Regions from separate parts of the Mus musculus genome. Here regions 2, 3, 4, 5 and 6 are each linked to region 1. Evidence: chromatin contacts called from public ChIA-PET, Hi-C and promoter capture Hi-C data. All regions are on one chromosome and are shown on one strand. Each heading gives the region's core, a stretch centred on a gene start, on an enhancer-like site or on the middle of the called end of the contact. The rest is flanking DNA. Distances are from core to core; before and after follow the strand shown. Region 1 holds the start of Yeats4 (YEATS domain containing 4). Region 2 holds the start of Mdm1 (transformed mouse 3T3 cell double minute 1). Region 3 holds the start of Kcnmb4os2 (potassium large conductance calcium-activated channel, subfamily M, beta member 4, opposite strand 2). Region 4 overlaps Cnot2 (CCR4-NOT transcription complex, subunit 2). Region 5 holds the start of Rap1b (RAS related protein 1b). Region 6 holds the start of Slc35e3 (solute carrier family 35, member E3).

Region 1 (3,355 bases), core at 440-2,939:
TGGCGGCTCGTGTATCTTGTTAGCTTCAGAACTTCTTGAGCCTGTGAGTTGTTTACTTTCCAAGTCTCAGGAACCTCCTGTCTCCTTCCTGGAGGGAATGTCTCCCTTAGAAGCTCTAAGCTTATATCAGGTGATCAAGGAAGGGGAATGACATTTAGATATCAATTAAGAAACAGAGTTAGGACATACTCAAGAGCTGCCAGGACAACCTCAAAATACGGGATGACTATAGAAACAGCCAAGATTATCAAAAACAGGGGCTGGCAAAAGTAAAGGTACTTGTTATCAAGCCTGATGACTTTAACCAGATCTCTAGGACCCACATTCATTCTCTCTCTCTCTCTTTCTCTCTCTCAATAGATAATACAGTGAAAAAAAATACTTTTATTAAAGATTAGCAAAAATTGGGGGCTTAGTGGTTAAGAGCACTAGCTGCTTTTCCAGAGGACCTGAGTTCAATTCCCAGCAACCACATGGTGGTTCATAACCAATCTGTAGTGGGATCCGCTGACCTCTTCTGGTGTGTCTGAAGACAGCTACAGTGTACTCCCATACATAAAATAAATCTTTTCTTTAAAAATTAGCAAAAATTGATTGACCATGCTGTTAAATTCGCTTCTCGGTCTCCTGATTATTCTCATTGATTAGTGCTGTGCCCAGCCTTCATCAGAGAAGTTTATTGCAATGAGCAGTGGTTAATGCAGAAACCCAAAACTAGCCAAAACGCCCAGGAATAAGAGATGGTGGTGTGCTTAGCACTATTCGGGACAGTTGTACCACTCCTTCCAAGATTGGGGAATATTTCAGGGTATAAAGAGCCAGAGAATGGAGAGACATGTATCAAAAACGACACCTTCTGGCCACAACGTGGCCATTGCACTCATGAACTTACTGCAGCTGCGGTTATCTGCATAGGACCTGCGATTGCATGTTAACATTTCAACATGGATGGCGGGAGGGGTCCAGGGGCCTCACCCTTCCCAGAGGGACTATTGAAAATTCATGACTGTTTGGGAAAGAGATGCCATTTTCTTTAGTAAGGTACCACTGATAAATTACTCTTGCTTCGGTAAAGAATCCCACATCCATAGTAGGACAGGAAACGCCAATTAAAGCCAATAGGTCACGAACTAAGAGGGCATGAAAGTAGGAGGGGGGCTTGTTGGAAAGAAGAGTTCCAACTGGGGAAGGGTATGAGAGAGAAGAATGGTGAGTGAAAATAAGAACATGACCCTCTTAGGCATGGTTTAGGAGGTTTTTACTGTAGATAGGGAGAAAACAGATTCCCGACGAATCTGGAAAAGTCAGACTGAACATGGCCAGCAGAACAGATTGAGCCATGAAGAGCGGGAAGTGGAGTCATTTCTGTAGTGCCATCATGTTGGCCTTGGAAATCGAACTCAGGTCACAAGGCTTGGCAGCATATTCTTTACCAAGCCCACGCCCAGTTATCTGACCTGCCCAATCAGAAGCTTTGATTCCAGAGTCTATCATCTTGAAGTGTGTGGGGTTATCTCAACCCTAAAGCTACAAACGTTCACCATTTTGGTGCTTCCCTACCCTTAACTTCTGCCTAAAATTTATCCCCATCTCTCTTTATCCGCTGCAACAGCTCATCAGGCTCTTACCGGGGAAGGCTGCAGCCTCGCGCGTGCGCACTGTCTGCCTGAGCCCGTTGCGCATGCGCCGCCGCCCTCCCCCGCCCTTCCGCTCGGCTCTCCCAGCTCGGGGCTGAATGGCCGACCCCGACGCGGCGCGTGTGGAGGAGGTGGCTGTCCGGCTCCCCGAGCCCAGGCGACCCGCCCTCCTCCGGCTCGTGAGGGGAGCGGCTACCCCGCCGGCCTGAGCTCTCTCCCTGGCCGCCGCGGCTCCTTCCCGGGGACAATATGTTCAAGAGAATGGCGGAATTTGGACCTGACTCCGGCGGGAGAGTGAAGGTCAGTGCGCAGGCGCGGCGCGCGGGGCGGAAGCTCGGCGCTCATTGGGCCCCGAGTCCTCGTCACCGCCTCCGCACCGCCAAACACAAAGGTGCCGGGGTGGCTAGGGCATCAGTCGCAGACCCTGGATAGGCTCGTCCGTCTTGTCGTTCCCGAAGCCCCGTGCTGATAAAGTCAGCAAAGAGCGCTTAGCTTCGTTCGTGTTTAGTGAAGGTTGCTTAACACTGGACGTTGTGACACTCAGTTCCCTCCCATCTATATGTGTATTATTAATAGGGGTGGAGGTAAGAGAACGACTTGCAGGAGTCGGTTGTCAGGTGTCACCATGTAGGTGTGCTGTCCAGCCTGAGCTGCAGTCGTCTCTTCCCTGTGTGCCATCCCTCCAGCTCGCCACCCCCTCCCACCTTCCTACATCTGCTGGTTACTTTTTTTTTTAATTTTAAAATTTATTTTTATGTATATGAGTACACTGTAGCTGTCTTCAGGCACACCAGAAGAGAGCATCAGATCTCATTACAGATGGTTGTGAGCCACCATGTGGCTGCTGGGAATTGAACTCAGTATCTCTGGAAGAGCAGTCAGTGCTCTTAACCTCTGAGGCAGCCCTGCTGGTTATTTTTTAAGGTACCGGTTCAGGATGCTCTCCCCGTGCCCCTAAAAGGGGCTTCTACTTACAGATCTTATCACAGAAAGGATTTTTTTTTTTCCTTAAAAGAAATCACATCAGTCTACAAAAATTTTAAAATCCTCATCGGTGTCATATTATTTTTATTACCTTAATCATAGTGTCTATATATCCATAGCTGCCTTAACAGTATATGTAAGATGAGAAATCATCGAAAATCCTAAAGCCCTGAAATGCAATAGAAAGAAATACCAGGTAAAAGTCTGTGTTAGTATAAGAGGCTTTGTAGAGCTGTGCATTTGCCCAGGGTTTTAGGTAAGGCTTGGGGATGGTAGGAAGTGATTGCAGAGCAAAAGGTTCATGGGAAAACTCTTCTCTACTTGCACAAGTTAAATCTGGAAGTTTGTAGTTCAGGATAACTTGAGAAAGTTAGGCCTGTAGTCCTCAAATTGAGTTTCCTCCTTAGTAGCTGGGGAAGGGGTGGGGGTGAGGCAGGAACAAGATAGGCCCTTGAGAGGCCCAACCCAAGTGGCCTGTGTGTTCCCACTGTCCCCATCTCCTAGGCCATTCAGCTGTGAGCTGATCAGTATGCTAATCCCTTGGTAAGGTGCTTCTGTAGTCCAGGCGCCTCTCAGCCGCCAGCTGGGGACCAGCAATAAGCCTTTTGGGGGAGGGGGTACTCCATACCCAAACTGTATGTGCATAATAAGGATGACAGCAGAAAATGCTTGCCCTGAAATTCTCTCATAAACCGACCTTGGGTTTTGTGCTGTGCTTTGGTAAACACTGCCAG
Region 2 (3,355 bases), core at 485-2,984, 920 kb before region 1:
ATCCTAGCTGGTGAGAGAGAAACAGTAGATAGAACAGTCAGTCCACTCTTTCAATGTGCAGTAGGAAACCTTGGCCCGAGGGCTCAAATTCTCTGAGGTCAGGAGACGAAGCCTATGTAAGAGGAAGAACATGATTTCTGAACTCATGGCACTGACCAAAACCAGCAAGTTCCAGCCATGCCTCTGTTACCTACCCTTCCATTCTTCAAGTCTTTGAAAGTCCTCACCCTCAGGCTTGCTCCTCTCCGCTCAAACATTTCCAGAAAAGCCTCTTTCAGAACAACCAATCTCAGGCGTTTCCCCTTCAGTTTTACTATTCAACTTTTTTTGATATCATGCTATTTTATATACAACTCGATTTGATGAGTTTCTTTGTGTTTTTTGTTTGTTTGTTTGTTTTTGTTTGTTTGTACATAAGGGACTCTGGGATCGCAGTATAGCATCAATAAATATTTGCCAATTATACATGAGGCCAACACAGGTAGATTTTAATTGTTTTGTAAACAGAACCCAAGGTTTATTCAAGTTATGATAGCTATTGGTTTGCTCAACTTACCCAACTGATCCGATCTAAGTCCTGCCCATGAGTACTTTTGTCCCACTGAGGGATTATAAGACTCTGACAAATAGGACTTTTTCCACAGGAAGTTTCTCTGGTATTCACTCAGCCCCTATAATGAAAAGTGCAATTTGAGCACAGTGTAGTGAAGAGGTGTTTTAGCATCAGAAAGAAAAACAAAAACAAAAAAACCTCAACCTCTGAAGAGTGTTCTTGAAAGGCCCAAGAATGAGAATTAAACCCCAGTCAAGCTCCTTAATAATAGCTAATATTTACCCAGCCCTGGGCTAAGTAGCCCCTTAATCCTCACAACCACCCGAGCCAGACAAGCCGGAGTCCCTCAATGAGGCTGCGCTATAACTGGTTCTCTGATTCCAAAGTGTGGTAACAAACCTAAGTCCTCACTAGAGGTTTATCCTAAATTCATCGAGTGCATAATGTTATGGCTTTTAATAAAAGGCAATTAGAGAAAGACGTGTTCCCCTCCCACTCTGTCTGGCAAGCACTTTAGAATTAAAGAGTCCGGGATTACAGAAACACTGTGGCCACCTGTTGCGTGGAAAGGCGTTAGACACAGACAGCTATCTGGAACTGTGAGCAAAACCTAAAGCAAACGTGCAACTAGCAGGCTGCACACCTACCCACGCTCTCCTTTTACTGGGGCCCGCTTCCCAAGCGTTTAAAAGACCCGCGCGCTTTAAAGTTTTGCAGGAAAGGAGCTGAATGCTATCGGCAAGAGGAACCACAGGTGTCCTACACCGACAGCAGCCTTTCGTCCCACTGTCAAGGGCCCTCCTTCCGCCTCCGCTCCTGGCGACCCCAGACTGACGCCGTCAGGCCCCCATCGAACTCTCCCCACCCGCCCCTCCGCGCTGGGCCACCGGCCGGAGCATCCTCCGCCCCGCACAGGCTCCGGCCAGGAGGCTCGGTACGGCACAGGCGCGTCACGCACCCACCCCGCGGCGTCCCCGCCACCCGCCGCCCAGCCCCCGGCCTCACCTTGAAGCGCACCGGCATGTCGCCCTGCGCTGCGGAGCCTGCCCCGCCGACAGTTAACGGGAGCAAAAGCCCCGAGGGGGCGGGACGACGCGACAACACTGGTTCCCTAGCAAGATCCTGGACCCGGCGTCCCCGACGACGCGCCGGCGCACTCCGCGCCGCCCTCCCGCCCCGCCTCTCGGCCTTGCTCCGCCCATTTTGAGGCCTAAAGACCAATGGCAGCCCTCACCGTCATTACGATTAGACCAACCAGCACTCGTAAGGGCACGGCCCCGCTCCCTAATGGCGGGCGAAGAGCTGGCCAATGAGGATACCGGAGCTGCGGTGGGCGGAGCCCGCGGGAGCTTTGTTCAGGAGGCTGCAGGCAGAGTCCCCGCAGTGCGCGCACCGCAGCCTGTCTGTGTAGTGTGGCCGGGCTCGGCAAGAGCCTACCTCACTGGTTCCAGCTCCCTGACATCACAGAACGTGAAAGTGTGCCTGGCATTCCAGAATGCACGACAGAACCCACAGTCTCTTTGTCCATAAAGGAAATTGCCCCTAGAGTACCCGGCTGAAAAGAAGTTGCTAAGGAGAGAAGCGTTACACGAGCCTTGGGTCAAAAAGGATAGGTCCAAAAATACATACGACCTAGGATGATTCAAGTAAAGTTTATTAAGACCGCAAAGCCAACTCATCCTTTTTAAAAATAAAATTCCCTCTGTACACCAGGCTGGCCTGGAACTCAAAGATATCTACCTGGCTCTGTCTCCATAGTGCTGGGATTAAAGGCATGCACCACCAGTCCCAACATTGGGCAGGCAGAGCCAGGGAGATCTCTGCCTGGTCTACAGAGTGAGTTCCAGTATCGGGCTACACAGAAAAACTCGGTCTTGAAAGAATAAATAAAAATAAAATTCCATTTGACTTTTATAGGTTATTGCCCATCGTGAAACACTGCTAATTCTGAAAGTCCAGAAAAAAAATTACCCAGACATGCTAAATACATTATTTAGTCGATCATAATATACTATGTCCTGGGCTCGCTTTCCAAGTGAGAGGCATGAATGGGAAGTTTGAAGCAGAGTGGTCCCTGAGGGTAGAGATGATTAGAAGAGGCTCAGGGGTAATTTTCAGACTTGGCCTTGAAAATTACAACTGCAAGAAGAGGAAGATAAGATGATCAAGGCAGACATATGTCTGGAGAGAAGGTTGCCGGGGTTCTTCTAGGAATAATGAATTTACCTTTGTCCTGTGTTGGGATGTTCCCATCAACCCTTCCCAGTCCCTTCAAGTGCTTCCTGCAGACTCCTCTTCTTGGCTCCTAATTGATGTCTCCGATCTTCTTCATTATCATGGAGATAATTTAAAAATTCATTTGAAGAAGCCACCTGATATCTAAAACAGAGAGAATATTAAATAAGACCCTGTGCTGCCATGCATCCAGGAGACCTTTCGTTAATGTTAATCGGTGAGGACAGAACCCCAGTCCTGTGAATTAAAAATGACACAGGCAAGACACAGTGGAACATGAAATGAAACCCCCTGCAGGAAGCCAGCCAGGACCTTACAGGATAGGACAGAGCCGGTTCTGATTGTACACAAAGCTTTGTCACCACACAGTCTCAGGGGAAGTAGGTAGAAGAACATAGCCTGTCTGCTTAAAAAGGAACAAAGGCGATTGGGATAAAGCTCTGCTGGGCAGGGAATCAATGACAAGAAACGCATGTGGCCGTTGGTAAAGATGACTTGGTGACACCCAGCTTTGCTAGAGATGTATTGCAGGGACTCAAGGGAGAAATGTTTACTTTGTCACGGTTA
Region 3 (3,355 bases), core at 460-2,959, 750 kb after region 1:
CTCTGTCAGTGCCAGCCAAAGGGTTTGAAGTCTGGTAGAGTGGGCTTAACATTTCCATGACTTGGCAACTGTTATTCATCAGGAGCCTGAGTTCATTCATCTAGGACTTGAAAGACAAGAAAAGGAGGGTTAAAACAACAACAACAACTTTATTCTTCCAAACGCAGCTCTAAACAGTTCTCAAGTTTGGTTTTATGATCTTTAAAAAAATGTAGGTAAAAAGCAAATTTAAACTTACAAAGGAAAAGTCAGGAGAATAGAGGCTGAATAAAGGTGTACATCGATAGGGTGGAGTTCCAAAGTGTCTGCAAGCCGCGGTCGCCTTGCACAGAGCTCCAGAAAAAGCTCACCTGCAAATCTCAGGGCCAGCTAAGGGTGGCAATATTCCTAAAGAGGCCAACAGAGTCTGCTCTCACCAGCCCGAGGCCAGGCTTTGCCACCTGTTTGCGTCCACCCCCTAGGGGTCGTTCCCGCTGTCTGGCACCTATTTTTCCAGGAAAGTCCACCGACGCTCAAGGCTCCAATCGTGTTAGCCTGCACGGTCCCGGTGGCGGCGTGGGATCCGCGGGGACCTCCGGCTCCCGGCCGCTCGCCTGTGGGCATCCCCCCGCGTCCGCGCCGGTGCCCTCTGTCGCTCGCCGCCACCGGAGCTCCCTTTGCCGGTGCGCCTGCTGCCCCGCAGCTCCCCGGATCGGAGTTTGAAGATTCCCGCTTCGCACGCTCACGCCATCCTCCCCCACTTAAAAAAATTTTTTTTTTCTCTCTTTTAACTTTCTCCCCAGCCACGCTCCCTCGGTGCTAAGCGTTCGCCTCGACCGTCTCCGCCATCTCTCCAGGTTGCATCTGGCGAGGATTCCGAGAGCAGCTCGCGGCGGCCCGGGTGCTCGCCCACGGGAGCTGCGGGGCGCGGCGCGGGGCGGGGCGGGGCGGCGGCGCCCAGGGCGGGGAGGAGCAGCCTCGCTCAACGCGGAGCCAGGGCTCAGCAGCCCAGTCGCTCCCAGCGTCGGGGCGCCGGGCGCTCGGCCGCGGCGATGGCAGGCGGGCGGCGCGCGCGGGGAGGCGGGCGCGGGGCGCGGAGCGCGCGGGGGCGGGGGCGGGCTCGGGGAGCCCCGGGGTGCCGGACGCTGTGAGGCGGCGGTGGCACCCGGGAGCCCGGCCTCGGGCAGCGCCGTCGCCGCCGCCGGGGGCGTCGCCGGCCTCGGCCCCTTTGTTCTCGCGCGCGCCCCCTCGCCGCCCACTCCCCTGCTGTCGCGCGGCGGCGGCGGCGGCTCCTCCCGCCCGAGGCGGTTGAGCTCGGCGCCGGGGGCGGGAGGGGGCGGGGAGCGCGCCAGCCGTGGAGAGTGGGGGGCGATGGCGAAGCTCAGGGTGTCTTACGAGTACACGGAAGCCGAAGACAAGAGCATCCGGCTCGGCTTGTTCCTCATCGTCTCCGGCATCCTGTCGCTCTTCATCTTCGGCTTCTGCTGGCTCAGTCCCGCCTTGCAGGATCTGCAAGCCACGGCGGCCAACTGCACCGTGCTGTCGGTGCAGCAGATCGGCGAGGTGTTCGAGTGCACCTTCACCTGTGGCACCGACTGCAGGGGCACCTCGCAGTATCCCTGCGTCCAGGTGTACGTGAACAACTCCGAGTCCAACTCCAGGGCGCTGCTACACAGCGACCAGCACCAGCTCCTGACCAACCCCAAGGTAAGCGCGCGGGAGCTCCCGCCTAACAGTGCAGGTTCGGGGCCAACGTCCCGGTTAGACCCCAGGGGAAGAATCGAGTGCACTGTCCTCGCTCGGAGTTGATGCGAGGGAGGCATGAGGTGCATGCACGCATCCCTGGAGCCCAGGGCTCCAGACCTCGGGGTGTGTTTGCCTACTGGGCGGTGGTACGCGAGCCTCTCTGCAAACAGATCTTTTCTGTTCTTAGATTTTTTTGAGCTCCGGACCACCCCAGGTCCAGCGCCTGCGGGAAGGGGTTGCCTAAACTCAAGGAGCAAAGAAAGTTAACTTTTCCTTCCAATGTAGCCATGGGATAGCCCAGGACCCAGGTACTCCAGTATATGGCCTGAGCTTCTATGGGGCTCAAGAACTCCCTTCTTTGAGAGGTTAAAGGGGTCTCTTCGCTTCTGGAAAGTATCTTAAGTGACTTTTGAATTTTAGTTCTAAACTGAAGTTTTTAACTTGAGGTCTACAGATAGACTTGGGATGGTGAGGGTGGGGTCAACAGCCATCAGGAGGAATCCAAGAAGAGATTCTGATGAGGTCGGGTTGGTTTGCTTGGTGCTGGTGGTGGAGGCTGAAGGGTCCTAACCACTCTGAGTGTTTGGGCACAATGAGAAGCTGTAACTAAGGAGTAAGTAGGAGAACAACTTACCGAAAATAGAAAGCCCTTGATGACATATACCAAGCAGCGGTTTCCTGACAACTTCTTTTGTTGTTACAGGGGAGGAAAAAAAAAAAAAAAGAGGGAAAAAAATAGATAAAACCTGGTTAGGACTTTCTAGCCTCTGGAGAGCAGAGAGGGAGACTCAGAAAACTTCCCCGGGGTAGGAAAGCACTTATAAAAAGCTGTGTCCCCAGTCCGTGAACTAATTGAGCCTTGCAGTGTGCCTGCTTCTGCAGGAGGGTTCTTTGATGCCTGTGTTCCTTTCTGCTGCCAGCTGAAGGTGTGTATATATATTCAAGTTACTGAGTCCTTGTACTTCCTGGGGGCTGTGCTGGAAGACAAGCAGAAATCATTCCAAAGAAAATGAGTCCTGTGCGTGCAGGAACATGTTCTCTTAAATGTGACCAGATAGATTAATCGGAATTCATTATTTTAAACAAGATCACTACCGCTGTGCAGAGAAACTCGGGCGTAACTCACTTATTTGGAAAGTTAGAAGAAACTAGTCTTTGAACATATGATGGACTCCTCAATGGAAAAGTCTCCCGCTAGTGCACGGAGGCTCGTTTGCTTTTAAAAATGGAGCTAATCCAAGAACAGTAAGTGTAGACGTGAACATTTGGAATCCAGTCTCTAAGGACCAAGGTCTTGCCGAAGTGATCGGTCTCAAAAACAGATGTGGGTTAATCTGCATAGTGCTTGAGAATTTAATAAGAGGTCTGGTGGCTTTGAGAAAGCATTGTAAAAATCAGAATTAAGTGAAAAATATCTAAGAAAGGTGTCAAGTAGTAACTTAGTGATTTGGAAGGTGCTCTGTAGTTTGCCATACAGGTGTAGTCATAGTTGGTGAAACACTGCTAATTATTTTTGAGATAGTCGTTTAATCAATTATATATGTGTGTGTGTGTATACATATGTATATGTGTATACATACATACATATATGTGCATATACATTCTTACAAGGTAAATTCTAACTTGTATG
Region 4 (3,355 bases), core at 544-3,043, 720 kb after region 1:
TAAAATGTTTTAAATCGCCAACTCCAGAAGATGGACACCAATTTCATTCCCGATGGCAATGAATTTCCTCCTTCTGAATTTTCTTATTAGGTGCACTAGGCCTTCCAATGAGGGGGATGAGCAACAATACCCCTCAGTTAAATCGCAGCTTATCACAAGGCACTCAGTTACCGAGCCACGTCACGCCAACAACAGGGGTACCAACAATGTCACTTCACACGCCTCCATCTCCAAGCAGGTATTTATTAACGGACCAGAATCTTCTCAGAATGTATTTTTGTAGAGTAAGCAAGCTTTTAATTTTTTAATATGGTCATGAACTACTTGATTTTCTGGTTCAGTGCCTTGCACTCAGAAAACAATACCTATGCTCATTTTATGTCATTGCAGTGATAGCATTTGATCTTGAAGCTAAGCTAGTTGTCATCTGGATGGATCAGGGTTTAATTGCCTCCTCGGGAGCTTTTACAAAAGGCTGCACTCCTCTTCCTTAAAGATGTTCAATTTAAAATGCTCCAAGATAACTGTGTGCCTTGCTTGCTCCCACACTATACATCTTTTGTTTAGTTACAGTAAAAGGAAATAGATAACATAGATTTTGTATATTATTAATATCAAGAGGACAGAATAATTTGAACTTTGAATGAAATTATTCTAAATATATATGTGGAAAACATTTGTAATTTATATCATAGTTGTCCCAGTAGTTCTCTTTTATGATGGCACCTTTTTTAGTTCCACTATAAAGTTAGGAATACAGCTGAATGTTTATTTGAAATTGTAGGGGTTAGAGCAATTGATTGATTATAGAGAATTTTAATGAGTGATTGTAGAGAGCTTATTTAGTATAATGGACTTCTTTTTCAGGGGTATTTTGCCTATGAATCCTAGGAATATGATGAACCACTCCCAGGTTGGTCAGGGCATTGGAATTCCTAGCAGGACAAATAGCATGAGCAGTTCAGGGTTAGGTAGCCCCAACAGAAGCTCGCCAAGCATAATATGTATGCCAAAGCAACAGCCTTCTCGACAGCCTTTTACTGTGAACAGGTAAGATGTTTACTGATACTGCATATAATTGTCTTTTGGGGTATCCTCAGGTTTGCCCTTTCATGTGCAACGCTTTGTTTTTGAGCTGTGGCTTCTGTCTCATAGGTGTGTTTTAATTGTATATTTGTGAACAGAGTTGTTACCTATCATAATTCTTAACGCTCTGAAGACTCAGAACATATTCTCTTAGAAAAGATGGTTTTATTTTACATAACACGTTAAATCTTTTTGTTGATGTGGTATTAGAAAGGAAATGTTCTTGGGTTGTCACCAGGCAAATTTTTTATTGATTTATTCTTTTATTATTAAGTAGAGTTTATCCATTGTGTGATTCTAAGAGTTCTGGGTTAGGAGTATGACTGGAGGAGAGCATGCTGCGTTATCGCTGCCATGCTTCAGGCAGGCACGATCTGGATGCCCGCTGAGCTACGGAAAACCTTTCACAATTGCATGCAGAGTATCTCAAAACAGTGCTCCTCTAAATTTTATGTCTAGAGATTAAAAACAAACAAACAAAAAATTAAGCTAGTGTTTTTCTTTCCATTTGTACTGTACAAATAAGAACAGTGATTCAACTGTTTGGGTAACATGAGAGTTATATCTGAAATGTAAAGCTTTGTTGCAAAGCAACATAAATTTGAGTCACATGTCATATGTATGTTATACTTAGTTTCACACCGTCCTGTAGTTGTTGCTGTCCTGGCCACCTCACTTCCTCTTTGTCAATCTGTACTCAGATGGGTGCTTAGCACACTTCCTGCTTAGCCTCTGTCCCACAACTCCAGTTGTTCTGTGTAGGCTCTATCTATAGTATCCTGTCATTTTAATCTAAGTTTTTAAGCAATTATTTACAACATGTCATTATAACTCTTTTTGATAGCTTAACTGTATTGTTTAGGCTTTATGGCATCATTCTGCATTCTTGTTCATTAAATATTTTTACTTTCTTGTATATTTCACATTTTAATTAGTCAAAAAATACTTTGCATAAAAATGTCACTGTAATAAAACTCTTAACTTCTACTTATGTATACTACTTATAAATTGTTTTTGCTATGAAATGGCTTCAGCTGAATATTAAATCTGTATTTGAGGGGACTTATATAACCAGTAGCTCTAGTATAATAGGAACAAATGTTTGTTGACACTCTACCTTTGCTCTAGAATGTTGTTCCACTAGCTGCATAGCTTAACCAAAGGTGGCTAGGTCTACTGGATCAGGCAGCGAAGTTACAGTTGTCATCTCCAGATGCTTAGCTCTGCTATGCACTGGCACACTAACCTACAAGAAGACTATTTCATGATAAAGTTTCTTTGTAGAATCTTCATTAATAATCCTTGTTGACATTCTTAATTATCTGGTCTTCTTTTGAATGCAGTTCCTTTTTATTGTTTTGCTTCGGTTTATACAAAAGAAAAAGGGGGGTTGTTTATAATTATTTGCAGAAACCAAGTTATGCATTAATTCAAAATTGAGAGTACTATGTGGAACTTTTTTTCTGTTTAGTAGATGAAAACTAAGCTCTATTTAAGATATGAATGATGAGTTTTAAAACATTAAATTCAGTTTTTTTAAAAGTAACCGGTCAGTTTAATTCAGGTCAAGTCAACATTTATTGATTACCTTGTAAATCTAAACACCAGGGGGCAGAGAATGAATAAGACATAGACTCCCAGGAAAGAATAGTTGGAAAAGACAGGTTGCAAAGAGAAGACTTGCACTGAAAAGCAAGCTTTATAAGTCAGGAACAAAAGCAAGTGTTGAGAGGGGTAATCTTTACCTACTGTATACTGTTGAAGTAGATGCATTTATCCAGAAAGCTAGCACACCAGCACACATTAAATGATACTCTTCATCTCCGTTCTTCACCACTCATAACTAAGTTTCTTTTTCGGTTTTTAAAATTAATTTGTTTAAATTGTTTGATTCTTTCTTGTTCATTGAAGAATTTTAGAGAAATTTTTAAATTAAAATATTGTAGTCTCAAATTAGCATTGGTTTTGAAACATATTATTGTTTTATATGAGGAGACCCAAAATATATACTTTTATTTTTCTACATCTCAAAGTTAGTGTTCTTACTGTATATCTAAAATTATTTTCTATGTACCCAGTATGTCTGGATTTGGAATGAACAGGAATCAGGCATTTGGAATGAATAACTCCTTATCAAGTAACATTTTTAATGGAACAGGTAAGCTTACTCTGGAGCTAGTGCCCTAATGAAAGTACAGTAGAATTCTGCACTGCAAGCAAATCAGCACCCTGCTCTCTGGATGGTAGCAGGATTTTACTCTTTTACATA
Region 5 (3,355 bases), core at 246-2,745, 620 kb before region 1:
CTCTGGCTTCTGTGTGCCCACAGGCGAGGGCACAAGCGTGCAGAAGCACACACAACTGTCAATTATGGGTTTTTTCTTTTTTTGTTGTTCTAAAGGTTGAACCTACTACACTCGGACACTTGCTAGACAAGTACTGGATCATTAAGCTATGCCCCCCCCCTTTTTTTAACTTCTTGAGAATCTCACAAAACCGTTTAGGTTGGCTTTAACTTACTCTGTGGCCTCAGCAACCTAGAATTTGCAAGGAGCCACCTCCTGCTCAGTCTGCAGAAGAAAGAGGTGTGCTCTTACAGACTGGCATCCTGAGACCCAGCTATAATTCTTTCTTACTCGCTCACTTAACTCAGGTTAGCGTAGTGGTCACGTCTCCATTTCTCTTCTAGGGTTCGTTAAATTTCCAGAATAATTTGTACAGGGAGGGCCAGCTAAATTGCCTACTCCTTTCAGTACTTTCCTCTCAAGTTTTGTTCATCAAAACCTTTTCCCTCGCTGGCAGTGGTGGCGCATGCCTTTAATCCCCAGCACTCCATACGTAGAGGCAGGTGTATCTGAGATGAAAGCCAAGCTGGTCAACATAGCAAGGTCAGGCCAGCCAGGACCACGCAATGAAGAGAGCGTAATCAGAGCAGAAACAAAGTCTTCCAAACAAAGCTCTGATAGCATGATTCTCATATTAAAGGTGATGGTGAGAAAATATTCTAATTACCTAGATCGATGTAAGTTCTTGTGCTCTTTGGAACAAGTCATTTTTGGACAGAGCTTTTCGGAGTCACATCATAGACTGACATCTATGAGTAATCTATAAAGTCATGAAGGCGCCCCAGGCATGCTCTTCCATGAACCAATTATTTTAATTCTATAAACTGTTCACTTAGGCACAGGCCATAAGCATGCTTTGGAATCCTCCATTCGCGAACTGCGTCTGGCAGGGTAATTTGGACAGCTGGCCCTGCTTAACACACCACAGGCTGAAATACTTGTCAAACCTAAAGAAAGGCCATTTGAAAAATGAAAAGCTGCCCTCGCGCTCTGGGAGTGGGAACTGCTGCTCTGTTACTTCCCCAGCACAAAGGACCACGCGAACACCGACGGTCTGGGGGCGTTGGCGACTGTGCACTCGGAGGCCCCGCGAAGGCGTCAGAGGTTTCCAAGCCCCTGAGCTCCCCGTTACCCGCTGGGGTCGAAACGGATGCGCTCCGCTGAGGCTGACACCGATTATGTCGGACAGCCCAGCCAGCGGGGGGCGAGGCCGACCGCAGCAACGAGACGCAGGGCAGGGGAGAAGGGCCACGGCCGGAGCCGGCGACCGAGAGCCGGGGCGAGGCCCACTGCGAGGCGAGCACGACGAGACCCCGCCCCCCTCCGCCAGGGCCCGCCTCGGCCCCGCCCCTTCCCGGGCTGCGCTCCTGCGCGCCCCGCCCGCGGGCGGAAGCGAGAGCGAGGCTGAACGCCTGACGTCAAGGCGACACCGCCAAACCTCGCCCAGAGTCAGGCGTGGAAAGCAGCCCGAGCGGCGGCGGCGGCGGCGACGGCGACGGCGGCAGCGGCAGAGACCGCCGTGGCGCCGGGAGCAGCGACCCGAAGGGAACGCGCGGCGACGGCGAGGGCGACGGCGGCGACCCGGTGACAGCGCGAGAGGTGGGCGCGGGGTGCGTGCGTGGCCGCGAGGCTGGCGGGGGGCCGGGCGCCGGCTGAGGGGAGAGGTGGGGTGCGGCGCGGACCGGGCGGGGCAGCCCGATGGCCCCCGCGGCGGCGAGGGTGGCCCGGGCGCGCGGCAGGTGGCTGGCGGGGGGCCCCCCGAGTCCCTCGCTCGCTTCGGCGGGGCGCGCCGCCTCGGGGCGGCCGGGGAGGAACCGCGGCCGCGGCGGGGGAGCAGCGCGCTTTGCGGAAGGGGTCAAATGTCTGAAATATGGCGGAGGAAGTGAGCGCCCGAGGAGCCCCCACCCGCCTGCCCGAGGCCCCCGCAGCCTTCCCCGCCGCGCCCCGCTCCCCGCCTCGGCGGTGGGTGGAAGTTAGAGCGGAAACCAGAAAGTTGTCCTCTGCGGACACCCGGGCTTCTCCCAGCCCGGGGCCGGGCGGGCGGAGCAGCGTCGCGAGGGGGGGCGGGGGGACCACTCCCCGGCGCCCCGCGGGCTCGAGCCTGACAGGGAAAAAGTTTGCCCGGATCGGGGCTGGCTTGCTTCATTTGTTGCGGGAAGTGGCAGGAGGAAGGCAGCGGAGCGAGCCCCACCTAGTCTGGCAGCCGCCACCGTGCAGAGGGAAAAAAAAAATGTTAAAGGGGCCTTTCCTTCGTCAGCAAGAGGAAATCTCTTTTTCTCTTGCAGAGAGAAAAATCCAGGAAGTTTGTCCTCTTCTCCTTTTTTTTTTTTTTTTCTTTTCGCCATCTCGAGGTGTCTGATTCTGAAACTGACTTATCAGCGCCGTGAATTTGGGAACTAGGCCCTCGGGATTTTCCTTGGGGTGGAGGGGGGCGGGAGGAGAAGATGCCTTTGGAAGAAACATCTTCGCTTAAGAGTTTTGAGCAGATGGGATTGCTTTCCTTTCGCTTGCCCCCTCCCACCCCCCAATGCTTTAGAAAGATATTTTGGCCCTGCGACTCTCGACTCGTGTGCATACAAGCACTTCTTTATTACAGTAATAGGAACTCACATTTTTTTTTTTTACTAAGTTGAAAGTTGACATTACGATGCAGGCTGGACTTTTCAATATTTTAAAAATCAATTGAGTCTCGTTGAAATGTTTGCTTTGCTGGCAGTGTGTATTAATATATACCGAGTGCCTCTAGCTTGTAAATTCATTTTTTTTTCAGTTTTCTTTTGTATAATTAGAACGTTGTCGAGACTTGCCTGAAAGGAGTTTATCTTAGCAAGAAGTAACTTAATTGAATGGAGAAATTCTTTTAATTTAAAGCCCTTACCACTCTTAAAGCCTGATATGAAGTCAGTGTATTAAGTCATAATAGAGTCATGGGGCTTTTTAGGGCCGGAAAGAGACTCTTTAAATCATCTGGTCCCACCCTGTCGTTTCATGAGGAGGAAACTAAGGCCTAAAATAGATAACCAATTACCTGAGTCTGCTGATTTGTAAAGCCGTGGTCTATCCATAAAGGACAATCCACAGGAAGCAATGTGACTTTTTTTTTTTTTTAATTGTGAATTACATCTTGGTAGAGATTATTGGTCCCATTATGCTCTCTTCTCCAAGAGTGCCATAGTTAGCTAAATGGTATGGAATACGTCAACCCCTTAGGTAGTTTCATCCCCTGGTTTTGGTTAGAGGAAGTTAATACTCCGAGGAGGAAATAATTTTAACTTAGAGACACAGAATCCCAAATGACAGTCTTGTTTGATATCCA
Region 6 (3,355 bases), core at 268-2,767, 520 kb before region 1:
GGTTTCTGCCCTGTATGAATGAGTTCCAGTCCTAACTCCCTTTGGTGATAAACAGCTACGTGTAAGCCAAACAAACCCTTTCCTCCCCAACTAAGACAAGACATCTAAGTAAACGGGCAATTCTCTAAAAAAAATGCGGTACGAAAGAGGAACGTAGCTGATATGACGGCATCTGGTAAAGGTGCTTGCTTCCCAAACCCTACAGCATGAATTCAGTCCATCTGGTGGACGGAGAGAACTGACTCCGAGTTATCCTCTGACCGTCACACAGGCACCCATACACACACACACACACACACACACACACACACACACACACACACACACACACACGTAATTAACTGTGGAAAATTCATCAAAGAGTCTCTTGTGCCTCTGATGCAAAGACCTTCTTTTCAGTGCCAATTAGAAAAAAACGGTATCCTGGAGAAAACGGGCAGAGACATAAGCAAACAGATCATAAAAACCTATGAAATAGTGTCCAAAACTTAAAACTACACATTAGTTGCAAGGCATGTGACACTTCAATGGGTGGAAGCAGGGAGATCCGTTCTGTGTCATCCTTAGCTCTGTAGAGACTTCCAAGTCTGCTCTATTTAATCCCTGTAACATTGTAAAAGTGGGGGGTCCACGTTTTCAATCAGTGTGGACAGACTTTGAGTTGGTATTTGACGTTTGCAGATGAGAAATACCACTCTCATATTGTAACAGTGTGAATAAAAGTGAATATTGAGATCGAGTCTAGCCTGAATGAGTTCTCGGCCTCGAAAAACAAAACCAAAAATATATAATTTTTCACTTCCTCTCCAGCTCTGTAACTTTGAAACTGGACTGCATGCTTGCTACTATAATATGCCTCTTAGAAGTGCAATTAATATCTTGGGCATACAGGTAAATGTACTTGCTTCTTAGGTTTTACTAAAAAAAAAAAAAAACTTCGTGGGTAAAAAATTCTGTGGTTTAAAGTTTTTCGAGGCAAATACGCCAAAATATGTTTAAATCTACAGTAGACGACAGTTAGTTGTCCATCCACTCTTACCTGTTTAGACGGTTATTTTTGGTTTTTCGAGACAGGGTTTCTCTGTATAGCCCTGGCTGTCCTGGAACTCACTCTGTAGACCAGGCTGGCCTCGAACTCAGAAATCCGCCTGCCTCTGCCTCCTGAGTGCTGGAATTAAAGGCGTGCGCCACCACCGCCCGGCCTGTTTAGACTTTTAAAGATATTTTAAAATATGCTTTCAGTAAGTAATGCTCTGCCCCCCTTCAGAGGATTAAAACAGCTCAGCAACGTGGAGAGTAAAACTGGCGGGGAATCTGCGCCTCCCAGTAAGTCGGGGAATCGGCCACAGAAACTAATCTTCCCTGGGAGCCAAGGGCTTCCCTCCAGCCGAGTTAAGCAACCCAGCGGAGCGCCGAGCGCGCCTGCGCGGCGGAATCACGTGGCTGCGCGGGGGCGGGGCTGGGAGGAGCCGTGGCGGACCCGCTCGGAGGGCGGCGGCCTATTACCTCGCGGCGCAGCGACCGGGACCCGGCTGGCGCATGCCTGTCTCCGGCCGGACCGTGGAGCGGGCGGCTGCGGGCGCGCGGCGGCGGAGAGCCGGGACAGCGGGAGAGCGTCCGAGCGCCCCGCGGGGAGGCTGGACAGCCCGGGCTCGGCCGAGGACGCTGCTCCGCAGCCGGCGGGCATCATGGCATCGCTGGCGGACCGGGTCCGGGGCAACGGGCGCATCGCCGCCGGGCTCCTGTTCAACCTGCTGGTGTCCATCTGCATCGTGTTCCTCAACAAATGGATCTATGTACACCACGGCTTCCCCAACATGAGCCTGACCCTGGTGCACTTCGTGGTCACCTGGCTGGGCTTGTACATCTGCCAGAAACTGAACATCTTTGCCCCCAAAAGTCTGCCGCTCTCCAAGCTCCTCCTCCTGGCCCTCAGCTTCTGTGGCTTTGTGGTCTTCACCAACCTTTCTCTGCAGAACAACACCATAGGCACCTATCAGCTGGCCAAGGCCATGACCACGCCGGTGATCATAGCCATCCAAACCTTCTGGTACCAGAAGAGATTCTCCGTCAGAATACAGCTCACGCTGGTGAGTAGCTGCCGCTGCCGCTGCGCGAGCCTGTCCCTGCCCAGCTACCTGGCTGCCTTTCTCCCCGGGAAAACTGAATACACCTTGCTTATAGCCTGGCACGACGGAAGCCCATTCCCATAATCTTTACTCCACACACGAGCCAGGCCCTTATAAGAAGCTTGTTTGGGGAGGGGTGGAAAAGGCCATCTCGACACTCCGCTGCTATTTAGTAAATGGGTGTGTTCCTGATAGAAATCTTTAACTGCTGGGATTGATGAGGGAGAGAGCTGCCTTAATGGAACAGTTCAGTGTGTCAGGATATCTGCGAAAGCTCAACCTGGAAAGAAAAGAATATCCCCAGGAAATCGAACCAGAAGTGATAAACATGAAATGGTTTAGCATAAAATACCTCGGAATACACCTTCAGTGGCACACTGCTGGGGTGCCTTGTGTTTACATAAAAGGAGATTCGTTAAAATAACATTAGCACTTAGTGGTTTTTTCGTTTTTCCAGTCATAATGCTTTCCTCCTTCCTTGTTTATGCTTATGTGTTAAGTACTGGTTTGGGGGATTATTTTATTCCCTGTAAATGTGTGTCCTGTTTCCTTACAAAGCACAACGCACGGATTCATATTTTCTTCCAGATGTAGAGTTGTATGTGAATCTCTGTAGAGAAGGATTGGCAGTTTTCCCCAAAGAAAACTTACAGTGCTCCCCCACCCCAGCCCCACTGTTATGTTTCCTTAGTGTTGTAAGACATCATTCTTGAATTTAATCTCACAGCATTTGCCTCTTTGTCTTTGCAGATTCCTATTACTGTAGGTGTAATCCTAAATTCTTATTACGATGTGAAGTTTCATTCGCTTGGAATGGTGTTTGCCGCCCTTGGTGTGGTAGTCACGTCCCTTTATCAAGTGGTTGGTAACTTTTTTTTTTCTTTTTGTGCCTTTTTAGTAGACTTTGTAAATTTTGAAGCTGTAACCCAAGGTTTAGAGACTACAAGTATAGAGACAACAGACATGAGAAGAAAGCGTAACTGAGGAGGTGACGAGAGCAGAGGAGACAGCAGCTCAGGTGTGCGATGCCCACCAAGTGTCCAATTGTAAGCGCACGGTACCCCTGCTTAAGCGCAGCTGGGGACAAACTTCTTGGAAGTCTTCACAAAATGAGCAGTAAGGTTTTGCTTCCTAAGTTCATCGGTCGCATGTGTCATTTACTCTTTGATTATAAAGTCACTTGGGTGAAACACACACACTTCCAAACTTTTGAACATGAAAAAAAT

The links. Promoter capture Hi-C pulls out the DNA fragments that hold promoters and counts their contacts. Hi-C and Micro-C count contacts between places; a contact is called where the count stands out from the background. ChIA-PET counts read pairs in DNA pulled down with a chosen protein or histone mark.
Region 2: a promoter capture Hi-C map of neutrophils shows a contact between it and region 1, with 3 times the contacts expected there. The contact joins the promoter of Mdm1 here to the promoter of Yeats4 in region 1. A contact is called at or near these places in 7 of 39 promoter capture datasets (the 3T3-L1 cell line, 3T3-L1-derived adipocytes, hematopoietic stem and progenitor cells and 3 more) and 2 of 484 Hi-C or Micro-C datasets (liver and pre-B cells).
Region 3: an RNA polymerase II ChIA-PET map of memory CD8 T cells shows a contact between it and region 1, with 48 read pairs. The contact joins the promoter of Kcnmb4os2 here to the promoter of Yeats4 in region 1. A contact is called at or near these places in 3 of 39 promoter capture datasets (the C10 cell line, hippocampal neurons and pre-B cells), 5 of 484 Hi-C or Micro-C datasets (CD4 T cells, CD8 T cells, embryonic stem cells and 2 more) and 5 of 115 datasets of contacts at active chromatin or transcription factors (double positive thymocytes, embryonic limb bud, large pre-B cells and 2 more).
Region 4: a Hi-C map of B cells shows a contact between it and region 1, with 7 read pairs. The contact joins the enhancer-like site here to the promoter of Yeats4 in region 1. A contact is called at or near these places in 3 of 39 promoter capture datasets (the SN4741 cell line, liver and maxillary cranial neural crest), 1 of 484 Hi-C or Micro-C datasets (B cells) and 2 of 115 datasets of contacts at active chromatin or transcription factors (bone marrow-derived dendritic cells and memory CD8 T cells).
Region 5: a contact with region 1 is called in an RNA polymerase II ChIA-PET map of memory CD8 T cells, with 26 read pairs. The contact joins the promoter of Rap1b here to the promoter of Yeats4 in region 1. A contact is called at or near these places in 3 of 39 promoter capture datasets (the 3T3-L1 cell line, liver and pre-B cells), 2 of 484 Hi-C or Micro-C datasets (B cells and pre-B cells) and 1 of 115 datasets of contacts at active chromatin or transcription factors (memory CD8 T cells).
Region 6: a promoter capture Hi-C map of pre-B cells shows a contact between it and region 1, with 2.3 times the contacts expected there. The contact joins the promoter of Slc35e3 here to the promoter of Yeats4 in region 1. A contact is called at or near these places in 3 of 39 promoter capture datasets (the 3T3-L1 cell line, liver and pre-B cells) and 2 of 115 datasets of contacts at active chromatin or transcription factors (memory CD8 T cells and microglia).

What each region holds. Positions count from the first base shown.
Region 1 is chr10:117,222,841-117,226,195 of GRCm38.p6, reverse strand. Yeats4 (YEATS domain containing 4) reads left to right here and starts at 1,689. Exons shown (of 7, transcript NM_026570.4): 1 at 1,689-1,937. The coding sequence starts at 1,887. It overlaps Gm31963 (a long non-coding RNA gene), which reads right to left and starts at 1,710. Exons shown (of 4, transcript XR_872061.2): 1 at 1,629-1,710.
Region 2 is chr10:118,140,166-118,143,520 of GRCm38.p6, reverse strand. It overlaps Mdm1 (transformed mouse 3T3 cell double minute 1), which reads right to left and starts at 1,734. Exons shown (of 14, transcript NM_148922.3): 1 at 1,559-1,734; 2 at 557-671. The coding sequence starts at 1,576.
Region 3 is chr10:116,471,517-116,474,871 of GRCm38.p6, reverse strand. Kcnmb4os2 (potassium large conductance calcium-activated channel, subfamily M, beta member 4, opposite strand 2) reads right to left here and starts at 1,709. Exons shown (of 3, transcript NR_130644.1): 1 at 485-1,709; 2 at 239-387; 3 at 1-106. Kcnmb4 (potassium large conductance calcium-activated channel, subfamily M, beta member 4) reads left to right here and starts at 1,349. Exons shown (of 3, transcript NM_021452.1): 1 at 1,349-1,686. The coding sequence starts at 1,351.
Region 4 is chr10:116,503,924-116,507,278 of GRCm38.p6, reverse strand. Cnot2 (CCR4-NOT transcription complex, subunit 2) reads left to right here. Exons shown (of 16, transcript NM_001037846.3): 5 at 91-238; 6 at 868-1,050; 7 at 3,165-3,244. Among named protein-coding and RNA genes, the nearest start is that of Gm31593, 3.4 kb to the left of the region's middle. Within about 2 kb of position 1,793, at least 61 of the 459 cell types and tissues checked have an H3K27ac peak or open chromatin away from gene starts, as enhancers often do. A contact at or near this core is called in B cells and bone marrow-derived dendritic cells, where this site is marked.
Region 5 is chr10:117,844,114-117,847,468 of GRCm38.p6, reverse strand. It overlaps Rap1b (RAS related protein 1b), which reads left to right and starts at 1,495. Exons shown (of 8, transcript NM_024457.2): 1 at 1,495-1,638.
Region 6 is chr10:117,744,520-117,747,874 of GRCm38.p6, reverse strand. Slc35e3 (solute carrier family 35, member E3) reads left to right here and starts at 1,517. Exons shown (of 5, transcript NM_029875.2): 1 at 1,517-2,090; 2 at 2,880-2,990. The coding sequence starts at 1,689.